Linked DNA regions of Arachis hypogaea: region 1 is linked to region 2. Evidence: chromatin contacts called from public Hi-C data. All regions are on one chromosome and are shown on one strand. Each heading gives the region's core, a stretch centred on a gene start, on an enhancer-like site or on the middle of the called end of the contact. The rest is flanking DNA. Distances are from core to core; before and after follow the strand shown. Region 1 has its middle 32 kb from the start of LOC112750019. Region 2 holds the start of LOC112750018 (ADP-ribosylation factor 2).

Region 1 (5,998 bases), core at 1,234-3,733, 160 kb after region 2:
AAAAAATTTCGTAACTTGATGATTTGTTTTAGACTATTTGATATTTTTGTTGGAGAAAATTAGTGACTTGCTTTAGTGTGAAGGTTGGATAATAGTGATAGAAGAAGATGAAAGATTAGGATGAACTAAAGTGTTAAAATGTTGAGGATGATAAAAAGAGTATTTTAGAAATTTTAAAATTTTTTCAAGGAAATTAACTCTAAATTTATTGATGGGATATTTTTGTTAAACAAAATTACAAAACTCATCTTTGATAGGTATAATATTAATTTTGTGTTTTTGTTATTAATTTTGTCAACCCCAAATTTTTAATGGTCAGAAATAGTTATTTATTTGGACAACAACTAAGGAAACAACCTAACAAGAGGACATAGAAATTTCGTATTTGATAGAAACTTTTGGGAACTTCTATCTTCAATGTTTGAGATTCATTTTCTTAATAGCTTGATTCGTCAAGAGAGAGAAATTCTCTTATTCGTATAGTATATATGACTTCTCACCTTGCAAGTTGAAAAAGTATGAGCCAACATCCGAGTAGAATGATAGTATCCAATCATTAAGAATAATATTCTTATAGAGACGCTTTTTGTGGAGTAAGGAGGATGGGAGGGATAGGATGCCTTTAGTAAAATGGGAAGTTGAACAGGCCCCCAAAAAGGTAGGAGGTTTGGTAGTTGGTGACGCGGTAATTCAGAATACAGCGCTCCTGTTCAAGTGGTGATGGAGATTTTCAAAAGAGGATTGTCCACTTTAGAAGAAATTTGTATGTTCCTGTAATAACATGAATCCTTCTAAGACGATTTGTGATCAGCTTATACCTACAATAAGGGGTCCTTGGAAGGATATTTGTCAACTACAAATTAGGGAGCCACAAGTGAGAGAGAAGATGGTCAGAGGCTTGGCTATGGAACTAGGTGATGGCGGGATAATCTGCTTTCGGGAGGATAGCTGGTTACCTTGTGGTGCTCTCAAAGTTACTTTTCCAAGAATTTTCTCGGTCTCAAATCTTCAAGATTCTGTCATAGGGATTGTGGGTTCTGCGATGGGTTAGAGTGGATTTGGAATTTCCAGTGGCGATAAGAGTTTTTTCAATGGGAGCTGGAACTAGTGAACCAGCTTCATGCGGTTCTGCAATCAGTGAAACTAACAACTGAGAGAGAGGACAGAGTGGTCTGAAAATTTGATAAAAAAATGTGATTATTCTACTAACTCCTTTGTGCAGGTATTGCAGGCAGAGGTACTTTCGGCGGATATCACAAGCTATAGCTTCACTAGTACTATTTGGAGAGGATTCGTCCCACCAAGGGTTGAGTTGTTTACTTGGTTTGCACTGGTTGGTAGGGTGAATACAAGGGAAAGACTATGTAGATTAGGTGTTATTGGCTAGAATGATAACATTCGTGTTTTATATCATAAGTCTGTTGAAACTGCTTTTCACTTGTTCATTGGTTGTGAGCTCACTTGGCAGGTGTGGTGTGCTTGGTTGTTCACTCTTAGAAGGATATGGACTATTCCAGGTATGCTCAAGCAATACTATGAAAATTGGATGGATATATCAGCAAGAAAGATGGAAGGAAAGCGGTGGTTGGTTGGCTTTTTTGCGGTCATCTGGACAATTTGACTATAAAGAAATGATAGAATCTTCAAAAATCAAGGTTCAAGTGTGATAGACATTATTAACAGATCCTTTACAAGTTACGATGAGTGGATTGGTGATGAACCCTGTGATTGTTGATGGCAATGTCGGAGATGGCTAGGAATTGTTATTTTTAGCGTTATGAGTTTTTATTTCTTTTCTTTTGCTCTACTTTATTGTGTTGAGCTTTTTTACTTCAAAAAGAAAATCACCCAGACTATCAAGTGTCAAGTATAAGAGAAAACCACAAGAAAAAAAAGAGTGACTTACGTGCTATGCTATGAGTTGTTTTTTAGAATTTTTTTCTCTTGGCTATGTTATGGGTTGTTAAATGTCTAGCCCATTTTTTCTTCTTGGGCCTATGTTGGGCTCCAGCCCAGTTGCTTAAGAAAGACAAAAAAAACTTGGTAAATGTAAATTACATGTAATAGAAGTACAACAATTCACGTAAAAAAAAAATACAACAATTAATTACAGGACATTTTAAATTCATAAAAAATTTTAAAAATTCTTTATCCAAGCTACCAAACACACGTACTTAGCCATTAAACCTACAACAATTATATTATTTTATCTTGAGAAATCCGTGTTTTCCTTATTATGCTGAAATATTTGTTGTTGCAAATAGGGTTCTTGTTCTTGTTTTAGAATTTTGTTTTATTTTCTTGAGGATGAAAATCTAAAAAAAATATGTTTGGTTTGAATGGAAGGAAGGTAGAAATCCTATCAACATTAAATGTAAAACGTGTGGAACTTAACTTTGTTGCCAGTGCCATTGTCTTTTGGTATTTTTTGGACTTGGCCAAGGCATTATTGTCTCCAATCATAACTCATCATGAGACATATTCGAACAAAAGGGCTCTTGTCTTTGGGCTTGTGGTAAAAATATACACTGCCCTACTCTATAGGTTGTCCCCAAAGATTTAGGTTCTAGAGTCCATTACTTTCAGCCTATGGTGGTCCAACAAAATCAATTGCCACATCCAAAACAGCATACTTATACTTGACCAAAAAAAAAAAAAAAAAACAGCATACTTATTATATTCCACCCCTCATTAAATTTGATTAAAAATTATCCTGCAAATAAATCATAAAAAATGTCATGGAATTATCAAATTACTAATAAAAGTATCTTTTAAATTTTTTAATGATAAAAATACTCTTAGAATTTTTAAAATAGGACAAAAATAAGTAAATAACAAAAAATGCAGTTTTTATTATAAGTTTTAAGCTAGGTATTTAATTCGAAATTTTATAAAAATATTTGGATAATTATTTAAAAAGTACATACAAAAAATAAAACCAAAATTTTATTTCTAAGTTTTTTATTATTTTAAAAAATATTTTAACTATTTATAAAAAAAAATGCGAAAAAATCCATTTAAGTATATCATCACAAAATTTTAACAGAATTAATGTCGCTAGCCAATGGGTTGCTACATGCACAAAGCAGACCCTCAATACTTATTTTAACGGATAAATGAGCTAACCACTCGACCAATCCAAATTAATTCCGTAATGTTATCTATTACTAAACAAGATACAAATCTAATTTTAAGTAAGATATACATCATATTCAATAAAAAAACAATATGAAATAGCACAATGTCTTGTATAATATATTAATATGTATACAAAATACTTGTTTTCACGTCATTATATCAATAAAAAATATATTTTTTAAGAAGTTACAATTTATATTTTTTTAAAGATACTTTTTAAAAAAATATATTTTTTATATAATAAATAAATAAAAAAATACGTTTTATCTTGTTGTAACCTATAAATTATGATACACGGATAGTGCACGGACACGGAATACGACACAATATACGTGGACATGCAAATTTAAAATTCTTACAAGACACGGAGACACGGCATATATATAAAATATAAAATATTTTTTAGATAAATTATAACGATATTTTGATATTTTATTACTATTAAAATATAAATTAATTTTTTAATATTTTTTAATTATATAAAATATTTAAAATATTTTTTATTTTAATAATTAATAATATATAGTATTTCTAAACTCATTTTAAGAATATATGTTAAGAATAAAGTTGGGTACGCTGACACGTGATGGTATTTAGGTGTGTGCGAGCGTGTCCAGTGAAGAACTTTTTATTTTTCATTAAGACACGGTTGGACACAGAAAACACGCATGTCGGTCGTCGGACGAGTGTCGATGAGTATCGTGTCCGAAATGTGTTCGACACGTGAACACGACAAATCAATAAAGTGTCTGTGTTTCATAGGTCGTAATCCAAACATAATTGATAGACAAAAAGATCTTTTTACATGAGATCAGATATTCATACATAAAATTATTTTTACCTTTTTAAAAGATCTTTTAAAAAAAGATAACTCAAAAATAACTTTTTTTAGAAGTTTACCTAAACAAACCCAAAACATTCAGAGTAATAGTTAAATTAGTCCCAAAATGATAAAATATTTTTAAATTAAATTCCTCCCTAAAAACTTTTCTCATTCAAATTGGTCCATTAAAGATTAAAAATTAATTATATTTGTCCTTTAGTCACTTCGTTAACAATTTTCGCCAATGATTAGTGTTGTAAAACGTTAATTAACAACATGCATAATACTTGACATATCTAATTGAATATTGATAATATATATTTATGAAAATTTATTAATTTAGTTCTTTTTCCTAATTACATAAACACTATTTTTCCAATATGACTTAGTGACAAAATTGATAGATTTTTATAAATATATTTAATCAGTGTTTAATTGGATATATTAGATATTATATATACTATTAATTAACATTTTATATTATCGATCATTGACAAAAATTATTAATAAAATAATTGAAAGATAATTTGTAATTTTTGAAAAACTAATTTAATTAATAAAATCTTTTATAAACAAATTTAAAAAGTATCTCATCTTTTCGAAATTAATTTGACTATATTAAACCCGAAACATATTCTTTCAAAAACATTCATATAATAACATGTGTGGGACAGAGAACTATGCAGCCTGCAATAGAGACAGTTGGATAATATAATTATCCTGTGATTAAGTCAATATTTAAGTAATGTATGTGGCTTTGGAGTTAGAGTTAAAAGGTTCCAAATACATACATTTGAGGACAAAAAGAGGAATCATGGCTTATTATTATCCAGCTTCCTGCAACCTTATACCTTGTAATAACAAGCACAGTGACAGTAGTAAGGTGGCTTAGTTGTACAAGGAAGCAAATTAAAGAGATCACAAACCGGTGGGTGAGCTACTCCTGCACTCAAATATGCAACCATGCATCTTTGTCTTTGTCTTTGCATTAGTGGTACTCAACCTCCATACATTATCCTTAACCTTTGAACTTGTGAAAGGACCACATTCACATGGCTCATATATGCACATAAGATAATGAAAAAAATAAACGGATTGACATAGGTGAATGAATAAAACCCAAAGAGGGAAAATTATACATTTTTTATTTTTATATAGCATACAATAACATATGATAAACGTCATGATAGTTGTGTGATCAAAATAGGTGATGTTGCTGAAAGGTTTGGAAGCTAGTGCCTGAACATATATACAGCTAACACATTAAAACATGTAGTTTGTATAGTTGATTTGCGACAAATGAATGCAGACATTAGGATTCAAATATAGCAAATAGTAGACCTACCTATTATATGAGGCTTTCTCCACTTCTTGAGCTAGTTTTTAGAGTTGAATTAGGTCTATATAATTTTAATTTTAATATGTTATCAGAGTTTATCTTATCCAATATTATTCAGTCATTTACTTAAACAAAGTGAAGGTTTCTAAAATTTATAAGTGTGAGATATCTCTCACTTTTTGAATTAATTTTTAGAATCGAGTTAGAACCACTCAATTTTAATTCTAGTAACCTATAAATGATAGATTATTATGCAATTGATTTACCAAATATACTATATGTAACAACTTTGAAGGTGATAGTTACTAATTTGACTTTTCATGAAATGGTTAGGTAATTGTACATGGTGAATAATAAGAACCATGGTACTTATTGGTTCAGTTGTACACATGTACCTAGAGATATTGTGTTCTAGAACCATCAAAATGGAGATTATCTCTTAGTGCTACTTAGCCTTATCATTTGAAGACATACTACCCCAGAAAGGGAAGTGCAATAGTGCATAGCTTACGACAAAATTTGCACGAAAAGTTGCACCATTTGGAACACAACATGACATGTTACAGATGAGTGATGACTTCACAAATTTAAGAAAAAAAATTGTTTTCTTTCCTATAATGAATTCTGTTAGTGTGTACTTTTGTAAATGGAAAATTAAAAAAAGACTGAACTAAAGCATGTAAATTATGATTTAAATT
Region 2 (6,329 bases), core at 2,201-4,700:
AGTTGAGAGATATAGTCATTAGTTTCTTGAGTACGAATTAGTTGAGAACAAATTGAAGATTTTTCTTCTTGTGAACATTGAAGTTGCAGTGTTAGACTATTAGGATTATGCGAGATATGATGGAAATTGGGAGAGAACAATGTCGTTTCCGAATAAAGGGGTTAGGGACCATTTTATCCCGTTAGAATTGCTAGAAACCATTTTGTCCTCCGTTAGAATTGACAGTACAAAAAACCTAAGTGACTGACGGAATTAATTGTTAGAAACTAATCGAATAATTAATTTTAGTTGGAGACTAAAGTGTCTAGTCCAAAATTCTTTGGAAACCAAAATGAATAAATACTCTATATTTATATACAAAAACATAATAGCTAATTTTAGTGTATAAATAGTATTTTTTATTTTCAAATAATTAGGAAACACTTTATTCCTGAAGAAAATAATCAGAAATCAGGCATTTACTCTATATAATTTTCCCGAGAAAAGTCTTTACTTTCTCAAAATAATTTTCTGACAAATGAAAAAAGAAAAACTAAAATGTTCTAAAATAAGACGACAAATGCATCTTTGGACCAAATATAGCATTCCTAACTCCTAGGGATACGCATACTAGAATGCACGAACTGAAAGAAACTACATATACGAGCAAGATAAAGACTGAATAAATCAAAACGGGGTGGCACATTGAATTAGTGTCTCCATTACAGTTATGAACATTGCAACAATGCCCAACATTGCTCACAAGTATTACACATCCATGAAACAAATTCCTAACACAATTTTCGCCACCAAGTCCAAAAACACATTACATGAACACAAATCTAGGTGGTTTCCAACGAGGACCAAGAAATAAAAGCTAGATAATATTCACCCCTGCATCCAGAATCACCGATCCACAGGACTCCCCAAAAGCATTAAGCCTGTAACAATAATAGAAAATCAGGGGGGAAAAGTTATGTTAGTAATTCCAACTATATTTTTTTTAATTCCAACTCTGAATAGTGCTATGTTTTTTCCATTCCAAATAATAATAATAATAAAGGTTTAAACATCAATATGCATGAATGCACTTTTCCATAAACTAACAACTACCTTATTGGCAATGTTGTTCGAAAGCCAGTCCAAACCTTCATAAAGGCCTTCCCCAGATGTTGCACAAGTGCTCTGGATGTACCTGGAAGAACCCAAAGAGCATGTTGGATCAAAACTGGCATAGCTACCTAAAACTGGGAGGGAAAAACAAAGGCTAAACTTGTTGTGCGGGGGAGGAAACAAATGCTTCCTTGTCAAAATATATACCAGTGGCGTTGTCTGAGAGAGTGGAGTCCCAGCTTGTCAGTAATCTCAGCAGCATTCATTGCATTAGGAAGATCTTGTTTGTTGGCAAACACAAGCAATACAGCATCTCTCAGTTCATCCTGAAAACATGATTTAAAAAGAAAAATTGAATACCTAAACAGAAAAAGCAAAAAGAATGGGACTCAAGATCCTTGCCATGACACTAGTAGATATCAACATATATAGGGCAATCAATCAAAAGCAATTCACATGAAAGAACTAGCTATTCAACTTCCAAACTATATGCTATAGTGACATCACACAAGAATTATCACAAATCAATCATTTGTTCAATAAAGATTTCCTCTTCCCGAATAGATTATGCCTATCAAAAAGAATGAGTATCTAATCTACAAGATTAATGGTCACGAATTATTGACATGTTGACATCAAAGAATCTCTGAAAATTCTGGGACTTTCACTGAAGAATCTTCAATGGTCAACATTATATTGTTATTCTAAAACCTTTCTAACTTTACAAATTTACAGGTCCTTCCTTTTGGTCTCAACGTGTTCCCATACCCAATACTCAGTCAATCATAAATCAGAACAAATCAACTCTAAAAGTGGGATTAGTATAAACCATTAACAAATATGAATAAGGCAGCATGGCATAACAGGAAATAGCAAACTAGCTAAAGTACCTCATTCAACATCCGATGTAACTCATCTCTGGCCTCAACAACTCTGTCCCTGTCATTGCTGTCCACAACAAATATAAGACCTTGGGTGTTCTGGAAATAGTGCCTCCACAATGGACGGATCTGCAACAGAGAACATAAGTATTCAGCAACCAGGCACCAAGCAACTTTGCCAAGTTATGTTAATTTGCTATGCAATGCATTGAATATCTTGACTGTAATTTTTTCAAGAATGCATAAGAATCAATCGTCATGCCTTGTCCTGGCCACCAACATCCCAAACAGTGAAGCTAATGTTCTTGTATTCAACAGTCTCCACATTGAACCCTGAAAAAATTAATGAATAAGCGCATCAAACAAGAAACAAAAATATGCCACACAGGCACACAGTTATGCATTATTTATTTATTGTTTAAAAGTAATAACATAGTTTCTCAAGAATATATGGTGGTCATATCGCTTTAAATTCATGATCTCACAGCAAATCTAATGTACTATGTTGCAAGCAATTGATATATGCAACATGGTATTTTTGGATGCGATGTTTCCCTTTGAAATGTTTGTTTACAGATTTAGCAATACGTTTGTTTCAAATAATATATCACAACACAAACAAGTCTAATAAAGTTAGATCCTAAATTATCAAAGATACATTCTAACCATATAAGATGTTAAGTAACAAATATCAATGCCTTCACATTATTTCCAATGCTGAAAGGGAAACTATTGATATATGGCTATCTAGCAAGAATAAGCGTGAATCATAGCCTCAAAAACTTACCAATAGTGGGAATTGTAGTGACGATCTCTCCAAGCTTGAGCTTGTAGAGGATAGTGGTCTTACCAGCAGCATCAAGACCCACCATGAGAATCCTCATTTCCTTCTTGGCAAAGAGCCTACTGAAAAGCTTTGTGAATGTCAGCCCCATTTCTCCTTCAACCTGTGGATAGAACGAAACACACAAGAAAGAAACAAATCAAGACCCAAAATATGAAACTTTTTATTCGATTTTCAGAAACACAATTAAGGAAAAAAAGGTATTTTATCAGAGAGTTCAATCTTTTCCCCTAAATCGTATTCAAAGCCATTGGACTCAGTTAGATCTCAAACTCAACGTGGAAAAACTAAAATTAAAAAATCCACGAAACATGCAAATAAGTTGGCAACGAACAAAATTCAAGATTGTCACAACATTTCTTACACAATCAAATCGGATCTAAACACTGGTATTTGTGTGCGTGAGAGAGAGATAAAGAGAAGAGGACAAGAGGGTATACCGTTGGGAAATGAGAGCCTTGAGTGATCTGGAAACAGAACGTTCGGAGAGAGAGAGAGAAGAGGGAGAGAGAGAGAGAGAGAAAAGAATGCTTTGCAGCAACGCGATTATGTGGAGAAAGAGAGAGACCCGTCAACGAGTTAAAAATGGGGGATTTTATTTTGCAAGCATTGTTGTGTAATCTTTCATTCTTTTGTTTTTGCAACTTACCTCTACAGAAAAAGATTTTTGTATTTAACAGTATTTGATTCAAAATTTTATAGAAATATTTAAATAATTTTATAAAAAATACACATAAAAAATTGAATGAAAATTTAATTTTTTATTTTTTAAAATGATTTTTAGTTGTTAATAAAAAATATAAAAAATATATACTTAGAAAAATCACCAAATTTTAAAAATAAAAATATCTCATTTTTTAATCATACATACAAAAAAGCGCATCAAAATTTAATTTCTAAAGTATTTTTTGTGAATATATATATTTAATATTAGACTTTTTGTCACGTATTTAAACCATTTGAAGATATTTTTGTCGATAATAAAATTTAGATGCATTTTTGTAAACACCAAAATAATTAGAATACATTTTTTGTGATTTACCCTATAATAACTAATACAACATATAAAATGTATATCAAAATTAACCATCAAAATTAGTTTTTTTTTTTTTATACCAAAGATATGAGACTTGAACCCTCAACCTCTTAATTGAGTATAAGGAGACTATGTCATTTGAGTTATAACTCATTGGCCATCAAAATTAGTTATTAATATAAAATATATATGTATGTGTATAAAAATACATAATGACTAATTTTAGTATACAAATAATAATTTTTTTGTAATCAATAAATATACCAAAAATTAGCTGTATACTAAAAATTAGTTGTCATATATTTTTAGATAAATAAATATATTATTTAACTTAATTATAATATATATTTTATATTTTAATATATTCTATATAAGTAATTGTTGTGATTAACTTTTTTTTTTACATTTAATATGGTTGAATATAATTAATGAATTTTCTTAATTGGCTAAGAAAATAAAATATACAGTGAACTCTAAGATTGGATAAAATATTTTAAATTTCAAAGACTTTTAAATGCATGGAAATTTAAAATTTCTAATTAAATTTCTATCAATTTAAAATGTTTTAGTTTTGACGAAATAATTCTCTTGATAGCAGTAATAAAATTCCTTCTTTGGATAATATAATTAAAATACCTTCTTGCAAAAAATACTTTATTATAAGATAATATAAAGTGTATCACGTTTGTTTTAGGAAAATATGTTGTTAAAAAAAAAATAAAATTTAATATTTTAAGAGAAAATTATTAGCAAAATATTTAAAGTTTAAATATTAAAAAAAATTTAAAAGTTATTTAAATTAAAACTTTAAATTTATTTTATATTTATCATCATCTATATACTATTTTCTGTATGAGTTATGACTATATAAAATTAAAATATTTTGAAAATAAATATTTGATGAACTTTTATATTTACCTGCATTAAGGATTTTGTAAAAAAGAAATTGAATCAATTATATCCCTTTTCATAAAGAAAGCTAAGAAAAGGGAAAATAGATTATTACTATTTTTTTTCTTTCTATAATTTATATCAATATAAAAAATAAAGTGATAAATGGTGAATTTCTCAGTTGGGATAAAGTTTTGTACTATTCTTGTAGGCATATTTAAGATATCTTTTAAAGATATTATAGCCACTAATTTTAATCTATAATGTAAAAAGAGTCGTGAACAAAAAATAACATGAATTAAATGTGATTTTAATTAAGAAAGTATAAAAAAGTTTATCTTCCTCAAGTTAAAAATATACTCTACTTGTTCTCATTGTCTGTTAGTCCAATGATAAATCCAAAAAATTTTAGTAATAAAGATAAAAATAATATATAAAAATAATAAAAATTTAACATAAATATATTTAGATATTAAAATTTAAAATATTAGTCAAATTTTAAATAATTAATTAACACATCAAAAAGTATATTAATTTAAAAATATATTTAATTTTTATATTAATTTAAAAGTATTTTTTTGTCAAATATCCTATGTATCTATCAACTCACATTTTATTAATTATTTTTTATATAATACAAAAAAAGAGTACAGCTTAAATTAAAGAATTTATAAAAAAATATATAATTAAAGAAAGAAACACAAAACTAATTACGAAAAAAATAAAAATTCAAATCAAACAACCATAATTTTCTTTATATATAGATATAAATAATATTTTTTTATCAAATAATTATTCAAATATTTTTTGCCATTTAATTGCAGAATTGACATTCTATAATATTCATGGTAAAAATTTTTTTGACGAAAATAATTATACCAAAACTAAATTAAATAAAATAGTAAAAATAAATAAACGATATATAATATGTATTATCTCAATCAATTAAAAAAACTATCAAATACTAATAGTCTCATTTTTATTTGAGAAACTAAATTTAACTTTGGATAATTAACTAATAATAATAATAATAATAATAATAATAATAATAATAATAATAATATTATTATTATTATTATTATTATTATTATTATTATTATTATTATTATTATTATTATTATTATTATTCAAGTATATTTATTTTTTTAATATAAATAGATTAAATTTATATAATTGGATAAGTCATTGTGTTGTTATTTAATAACCTAGATTTTTCACACGTACATTAAAAAAAAATTAAATATGAGGATAAACCTATTATTTTAAAGAGAGCATTTTATACTTATGTATATATTTATTAGGGTAATTTTTTATAAATAAATTATTTGCCCTTTAAATTTATATAATTGCATTCTTTTAAACATGAAGACGTAAATATATATTATTTCATATATTTATAGAAACTGCTACTGACAGTAGCGGTTTACCTAAATACGTAATCTACTGTAACCAGTCACAGATTACATGCAAATGGGGAACACAGAAACCGTTAGAGGCTGTCGCAGTTTCTGTTTATTGATGTTTGGCCATAAACCGCTATTGACAGTAACAGTTTCTATAGATATATAAAACAATGTATTTGTGT

Evidence for each region. Hi-C and Micro-C count contacts between places; a contact is called where the count stands out from the background.
Region 1: a contact with region 2 is called in a Hi-C map of leaf, with 3 times the contacts expected there. The contact joins the enhancer-like site here to the promoter of LOC112750018 in region 2. A contact is called at or near these places in 2 of 8 Hi-C or Micro-C datasets (both in leaf).

The regions. Positions count from the first base shown.
Region 1 is chr15:25,487,723-25,493,720 of arahy.Tifrunner.gnm2.J5K5, forward strand. No RefSeq gene overlaps it. Among protein-coding and RNA genes, the nearest start is that of LOC112750019, 32 kb to the right of the region's middle. Within about 2 kb of position 2,484, at least 3 of the 3 cell types and tissues checked have open chromatin away from gene starts, as enhancers often do.
Region 2 is chr15:25,327,514-25,333,842 of arahy.Tifrunner.gnm2.J5K5, forward strand. LOC112750018 (ADP-ribosylation factor 2) reads right to left here and starts at 3,451. Exons shown (of 7, transcript XM_029292876.2): 1 at 3,258-3,451; 2 at 2,761-2,920; 3 at 2,236-2,306; 4 at 1,983-2,102; 5 at 1,300-1,418; 6 at 1,093-1,174; 7 at 641-920. The coding sequence starts at 2,908. The coding sequence ends at 915.